Regions from separate parts of the Anas platyrhynchos genome. Here region 1 is linked to region 2. The links are chromatin contacts, called in public Hi-C maps. All regions are on one chromosome and are shown on one strand. Each heading gives the region's core, a stretch centred on a gene start, on an enhancer-like site or on the middle of the called end of the contact. The rest is flanking DNA. Distances are from core to core; before and after follow the strand shown. Region 1 holds the start of PIGN (phosphatidylinositol glycan anchor biosynthesis class N). Region 2 overlaps TNFRSF11A (TNF receptor superfamily member 11a).

Region 1 (3,908 bases), core at 410-2,909, 86 kb after region 2:
CATGAGCGTTCACCAATCTTATCATGAAAGCAACAACACTGAAGCTCTCGGTAGGACAAAGCCAAGTATGAAATTCTAAGCATTTGTAAGCAAGACAAGCAGCATATAAACAACATGGTAAGAATTAAAGAAGAATTCCATCCAGTTTTTAAAATACATTGAAAAAACGATAAAAGCTGAAAGCCTAGATGCCTCCTGTTATCCAAGCCATCTCGATACCACCAGTTCTTTCCAATTTTTAAGTCTAACTGCATGTCTTTGCAACATTGGACACTTTCTGAAGTCAACCAAAGTACAGGACTACGTGCAGGAGGCCACTAGGTATCTTAGAATACGCATACAGATAAACCTTTCAACAGTATTTTGAAAAAAACACCTTTCATTTCAATGCTGTCCAGGAGCTCATTAAGACCTCAGAAGTCAGGTGTCTGGGCAACTCCTCTCTCTCTCAGCGCCACTTCCATTAGCTACCAGGCTTTTAAACCTCTGCTGTTCTCAACAGTAATACTGTTAAATCACACAAGTAATTCTATTCTAAACCACCCGCTCTACTATTAAAACCTAAAAGCTTTTCAGGCCAGCTATGCCACTTCTGAAACACCCTCACTGCTTCCAGTAGGCACGCTAGCCCGGTATATTTCCCCCCACCGAGTGGGGATCCCCGAAACGGATAGCCCAAGAGTAGAAGCACCTGGTTATTGGAAGCACTGTGTTAGTTGTGTGCGATGGGGTGGTACCCGTGTAACTGAGGCCCGTCCTGCAGACCTGAGCACCGCACTGACAGCCACATTTTGACAGCTGCTGGGTGCCCCTGCGCAGCCTGCTCTGCGTCACCCTGCGGGACCAGCTGATCCCTGGGGATCCCTCCCAGCCTCAGCCACCCCGCGAGGCTCCAAATGAATGGGTGGCGGCTCCGGCAGCCCTCTCACCACGCCGCACGCCCGCTCCTCTTTGCGAGGGGGTGCCCAGGAGGGCAGGCGCTGCCCAGGGCAGCCTCAGCCCCCGCCCCGTCCCCCCGGCACTTACTGAGCTGGCCGGGGCCGGGCTCCCTGCCGCCGGCCGCCCCCAGCAGGCTGCCGGGCAGCCCCCCCGAGGCGCCGGGCGGCGTGCCGCTCTGCCTCTCGAAGTTGCCGGGGTTGGAGAAGAAATCCCGCAGGCGGGGCAGCTCGCGGCCGCTCTCCAGCAGCTCGGTGTGCAGCTCCAGCGCCGTCAGCAGGAACTGGTCCCGCAGCAGCTGCGCCGCCATCGCGTCCATCGACACCCGCGGCGGCTCCACCGCCGAGCCGGGCCCGGACCCGGACCCGGACCCAGAACCGGCCCCGGCCCCGGCCCCGCCGCCATCGCCCGGCGCCCCCGCCGCCCGCGGGCCCGGCGGCTCCTCGGGGCTGCCCGGCTCCTCCCGCCGCGGCTCGGCCGGCTCCGTGCTGCTGCTGCTGCCGCCGCCGTGCCGCCCTCCGCCGGGCTCGTCCTCCTCCGAGTCGCTGAGGAAGGGATTCACACCGCCGCCACCGCCCGCCGCCATCTTGCGGCGCGACGCGAGGCGAGGCCCTCCCGCACCTCCGCCCGCCCGCCGCCCACTGCGCTCCGCAGCCCGCCCCGCGGCCTCTTCCGGCTCGCCGCTCTCGCGAGAGCCGCCGGGACAACGGGACCGGCCCCGCTGCCTGGGAGGGAGGGGGCGGGGCTTGGTGGGGGTGGGCGGGGCTTGAGGGGGGCCGCGGAAGCGGAAGGGGACCTGGCCGGGCGCGCGGCGGGAGGCGAGTGAGTGGCGGCGCCTGCGCAGTGCGCGCGGCGGGAGCGGGGCTGGGGGAGATAGGGCGGGTGGGAGGCGGGGGAGGGAGGGGGTCCTGCCGGGCGCGGGGCGCGCTCATGGGGGGAATTTGGGGTTTCACGGCTCGTTGGGGCCCTTCCCTGCTCTCGTATGCACCCCTTAGGTGCTGGAAGGCTGCTGCAAAGTCTCCCAGAGCCTTCCTCTCTCCGTGCTAGCAGATGGAAGCAAAGCTGGGGTTGAAATGTCGAATAAAAGCGTGGCCGGATCTCAGGGAGGCAAAAAGACACGTTTCTGGGTGTGTGGAAGTGACCGTCCTGCAAATTAATCGAAACTCTATCAAGGCTACATCTAACCTTGTTTTACTGGGCTCTACTAGGTGCAGCAGTACTCAGTACCGTAACTGCAAACTGGTTAATCCGTGTTATAATGCTATGCTATAAAATAACGGTACTCCTGTATTTAGTTTACATACATTTTCCTTAAAATGCAATCAACCTGTCCTTTAATAAACTTTTTTTCTCCCATAATATATTGATTTCATATTGTCTATAGGAAAAAAGTAGGGGAGTGTGAGCTGTAGGGGAGTGTGAATGGGTTGTAGCATAAAATGAAGCGGCAAAACACACTAAAACACACTAAATAAACTAAAAATAATATACTAAAATACACTAAAAATAAGAAAAGCGTTTTCTCTCGGTACTTTGGTGGAATCAGTGTGGTGGATTTCGTTACAGAAATCTTGTCACTTTTCTGGAGAGTTAAAGGATGCTCAGTGTGAACTCACTAAAAGTTCATCTGCTTGTGGTCTTTTTTCTCTTATTTTTTTTTTCCCCTTACTGATGTCCTGTAGCAGCCTCTAGTGGTGATCTGTGATGTTTACAAGTGATTTGAAGTTTAAAGATGGTTTAAACAAGTCTCCCTTGCTTTTAAGGTACGCGTTGCTGCTGGCTTCTCTGTAGTTTTACAACAAGGACTAAATTTTTCTCTTCTCCCCTAAAATAATGCAAAAAATATTCTTCTGTTTCAGTACTTCCTACGAGGTTTGTTTGGGCTTATGAAATTAATTGCAATATATACACTGATGTCCTTCAGTTGCTCCAAAATAATCTACTGGCACCTAGGGTAAGGTTAACACAGCTGAAGTACATATTCCAGAGTGGAAGAAAAGTGTGTTTAAACTGCCTTGTACGATAACAATATGCTTAAAAATAGTTTATTGCAGTATACAAATAGGTATTCTAAGAGTCTAATTTAAGGGACTTGAGAAGAAAGCCTTACAAGAAACATCCATCACCACGAAGGATGTGTGAGGCAGAAAAAGATGCTGAAGTTCTGGAAACAAGGCATTAAATAGGTTTACCTGATGGAGACATCTACAAATTCATTTATTTTTCTGCCTCCAAAAGGTATGCATTGTTTCTTACTGGAATTAAAATCTTCTTCTGCCTTTAAAGGGTACAAGTTGTTTGTCTGAAGAATAGCTTACCTTAATATGTTTCAGAAGATAAGGTTTCCAAATATAGCTCTGTCAAGCTGGGTATCCAAAATATGGAGGGCTTGTATGGAGGAAAAACAAACAAAAAAAAAGCAGCCTTCAGGGTTTTTTCTTGTGTTTTTATTATTATCATTATTACTTGGTTTTGTATGAAACAAAACCCAGTTTTTCAATGTATGCATATTTTTTTCATGAACTTTAAAATGTGCACTTCTTGAGGCAGAAAATGAGTAGAAACACATCAATCTTTGCTCTTCTTGTGTTGATTTTCGTAGGGTTGTTGAATCCTGATCTAATATAGGCTATTTTATAAATATATATATTTTTTTGTATGTTAAATATAGGTATAGCTTTACCCACAGAAACTGACTTTATAATGTATCTGAAGTAAAAATAGGACAGAAGGGACTCTTGGAAATATTTTCAGCCTTAACAAAAATGTGATAATGTCCCACAAAGTAAGAGGCGAACATATAAATTTGCAGATGACACCAAGTTGTGGGAAAGTGTTGATCTGCTGGAGGGTAGGAAGGCCCTGCAGAGGGACCTGGACAAGCTGTGTCAATGGGCAGAGGCCAGTGGGGTGAGGTTCAACATGACTAAGTGCTGGGTCCTGCACTTTGGTCACAACAACCCCGTGAAACA
Region 2 (3,578 bases), core at 642-3,141:
AGGATCCTGAGGATAAGGTAAATAAGTGCATACACTGCCACAGGCTTTTCTGCTGGCTTATTCCTGACACCTTGCTCGTCTTCCCAAATATCAGGACAACAACCAGTGCTGGCACAGCAGTAAGTGTAATACCAGGAGTGTGTTTTTGGTGCCATGCTCCAGCTGCCGTGTGCTGGCCAGGTCGGGGCTGAGCCCACACCATGGTACCCAGCAGCAGGAAGGGCTGGAGGGACTGACTCCTATCCCCGGCCGTCTGCACTGGCAGCAAAAGCGACCAGACCAGGACGGGTCCAGTCACTTGCTTTTTATAACAGCCCGCTCTTTTCTTCCTCGTTCGCCCCAGTTCGAAGGTTCCTCTTTAGAAGAAAAGACTAAGAAAATGACTGGAGTGTCACAGAAGGGCACATCGTCCTTTTTAAGGAAGGATATGCAAATCTGCTGAACAACTTCCCGCTCAAGGGCCTGGAATGATTTCCGAAAACCAAGGCTCGGCCCAAACAGAGCAAGCACCCCCCTGCGCTGAGGCTCGGGGAGCAGGAGCAGGCTGGCTGCTCAGCTACCTTTAGGAAATCGATCCAGCACACAGAGGGCTCTTGTTGCAAAATCCTCCCAGCTGCATAAATCCTCGCTCTGTGTCAATAAGTATTCTCTTCGGCGGCTGTGTCCTTCCCCTTTCGGGACAAGCCAACGCATTTTCCAAGCCGCGATACTCCCTCCTTTGGTTGACGCTCAGCAAGACAAAGGCAAAGCTATCGGTGCACACGTGCTAGCTCGCTCCCTCCTCCCGAAGGAGAGGGATTTGGGCCAGGTATTTTTTGACCTGCTGAGCGTGAGAGCTGGGTGTGGGGAGGACGGGAAGGTGAAAGAACAGAATCGTGGTGTTTTCTCAGGGGGGCAGCAGCCGTGGCGAGCTGGGGGCCTCTGGTCAGCACGAAGCACGTGCGCTGCCAGCAGTGAGGCCCCGCAGCGGCAACGCCTCCCCAGCCGCAGCGCCGGGCTGAGATGGGGAAGTGCAATTCATGTCACGGAGGAGGAACTCGCACCCAGGGGCCGGACGGCTTCACAAAGGTGACAGGAAACGAGTGGCGAAGCAGGAAAGAGAAGCAAGTCTCGAGCTCGCCCTGTAACCCCTAGGGCATCCTTCCTCTCCTTGGCGCTTGCCCGTAAGCAGGAGTGATTTTGACATCTCCAAGTTCATCTCCTGGTGACAGAAAAGTTGTCAACCTCGCCTGAAGTAACAAGACAGATCGAAAAGACACAGGCTGGTCATTCCTCTAAGGCTCACTGTTGGTAGTTTTGCAATAAATACCAGCAGTGTGTGTGAATGAGTGCTCCAGTGAGGCCTGGGCATCCTGTGTCCATTTCATTCGTCACTTAAAACATGTGTGAAGCACATGTGTGTGCTCCTCTTCCTAAGAAAAGGCAGCTCTCCTGCTTAATTGGTCCTGGGCAGCCGGCCACGGCCTTGCTGGAGCAGGAGGACCGGGCCAGATGACCTCCCGAGGTCCCTTCCCACCTCAGGCATTCCCTGATTCGGTGATTTATATTTCCTCAAAACACGAATTATCCAAGAGGGGGAGAATCCGGGGGACGAAGACAAACATCCTCTGGGCTCGGCGGATTGCCACGGGGCCGGCTGGATAAAGCACGCCTACACCTCCTCACCTACAGGCACAGGAGCAGCGTCGATGGCTTCTTTGGAAAAACAGGCCTGCTCCTGTCCAGGTCTGCAGGCGGGCCGTGCTTCGGTGTCAGGCAGCTGCAGGCAGCCCTCTCAGCCTCTTTTTATTTTTCTTTTTTCCAAGTTTCTTGCACAAGGACGCTAAGCAAGAGCGTGCTTGTAGGGTGGGAGACCTCCCGTGAGTCACAGCTCCGAAGCACCGCGGCGTTACTCAGCCCCTGAAAGCACGCAGGTGCTGCTGAAGGGGGAAGCAGCAGCACTCAGAGTCCTGTCCCTGGGCTTAAGGAAATTATTCTCAGCGCTGTTGGGCAATCGGGTGACAGCAGAAGCTGTGTGTCATCGATGCTAAAATTACTTTCTCGCTCAGATGAATATTCAGACCCACATTTCAGAGAAGATAGAGTTGCACGGGCCTCTTTCCTTTAACAGAAAAAATCTGGAAGAGCAAGCTCGGGGATTTCCACGGTCTTTTTCCCATGTCACTTGGGAGCAAGAACCTGAGGCCCCAGTGGGGCTGCTCGTTAGCGATAATCTGACTTGTGCAAAAGCTGAGACGTCAAGGGACACGTCAAGGGGTAGCTAGCACAAGATGACACCTTCGTGCTTGGTGGAGTTGTTTCTGGAGAGCGTTCAAGCCACCCGTCAGCATTTCACTGAGCAAAGCACATTTTTTCTGCATTTAGGACCCAAAGCACCTATGGGAGAACGAACCACGGCACGTCCCGCCTCGCACACCTCTTGCTCTTTGAGCTCTGGGGCTTGAATTTACTCACACTGCTTGCTTTTGAGATCCTTGGCCATGCCTGCTGCAGAAGTGTGATGGTTCCATGGCTCCTTGGGCTTTATTTCTGAGCCCAAGGACCTGGCTGTAGCGTGGCACTGCTCCACGTGGCTGGCATTCCCAGGCGCCCTGCTGGGGCACCTACCTCACAGTACACAGCTCTCTGTGTTTTTATAACTGTGTGTTGGTAAGGGGGGAGAGGAATTTTACACTAAAACGGCTTGATCGTGATCACAGGGACAGCGAATGCAACAGCTCCTTCACGGCCAGGCTTCGCTGCCGACGCAAACTGGAGCAGGACAGCCCGCAAGTCGCAGCCGCACAGTGCCAGTTATTCGCCTGCAGGTCTAAAAATCCAAAGCAAAAGTCTCAGCTTGTGAATGAAATGCTTTGGGTGATGTCAACTTTCCAGTGACCAGGAAAACCACATCACAGAACTACCACCACGTGGTCAAATACAGCCGGGAAATGGCAGCGGCTGAAAACTAAATATTATTTCGCTCTTAAAAATAAGGTCCTTGAAACCCTGCTAGGGCCTGAAGGAACACGAAGAACAACACTGATAACATGAAGATTGATAGAAAACCACGACTCGCAAGCAGAAAGTGGCCAGACGGGGGTGAAATCCCCATCCTGGCTATTCCCACTGCCCACCCCGTCATAACGCGTGGCGAGGAGCAAACACCTGAGCGGCCGGTGCTGCCTGGACGAGGGGAAGGTCCGTGCCTCACTGCCAAACCCCAGGGAGCTATTTCTAGCAGGCAGGCGACGTGAGGGAGAAGTGCCTCGCTGACCACGCCGCCAGCGGGGGCACAGCAGGCAGGAACCTCAGGTGCATCAGGTGGGAGGTGAGGGAGGCGATGGGCAGTGGGGATGGAGCAGCCGGCGAGGATCGTGGCCTTCTGCGGGCTGACAGCTCGCCATCACATGCTCAGCCCCTGGCAGAGTCATCCCAGGCAGCGTGCAGAAGGGCAGACCTCTTGTATTCACTGGCTGCTCAGCAGCATCCACGTTATTATTCACGACTCATTGGGAATGGACTGAAGAAATCAAACCCGAAAGCCAACCAAACCATAATGTTTAGCAAAGAGCCTGTTTTACTACACGTGGTATTGC

Evidence for each region. A called contact is a pair of places that touch in the nucleus more often than the background predicts.
Region 1: a Hi-C map of subcutaneous adipose tissue shows a contact between it and region 2, with 2.3 times the contacts expected there. The contact joins the promoter of PIGN here to the enhancer-like site in region 2. A contact is called at or near these places in 2 of 8 Hi-C or Micro-C datasets (skeletal muscle and subcutaneous adipose tissue).

The regions. Positions count from the first base shown.
Region 1 is chr2:80,109,666-80,113,573 of IASCAAS_PekinDuck_T2T, forward strand. PIGN (phosphatidylinositol glycan anchor biosynthesis class N) reads left to right here and starts at 1,660. Exons shown (of 29, transcript XM_072034992.1): 1 at 1,660-1,758. RELCH (RAB11 binding and LisH domain, coiled-coil and HEAT repeat containing) reads right to left here and starts at 1,606. Exons shown (of 29, transcript XM_038175614.2): 1 at 1,027-1,606. The coding sequence starts at 1,522.
Region 2 is chr2:80,023,345-80,026,922 of IASCAAS_PekinDuck_T2T, forward strand. The region is part of intron 1 of TNFRSF11A (TNF receptor superfamily member 11a); the gene reads right to left. Among named protein-coding and RNA genes, the nearest start is that of TNFRSF11A, 6.6 kb to the right of the region's middle. Within about 2 kb of position 1,892, at least 6 of the 8 cell types and tissues checked have an H3K27ac peak or open chromatin away from gene starts, as enhancers often do. A contact at or near this core is called in subcutaneous adipose tissue, where this site is marked.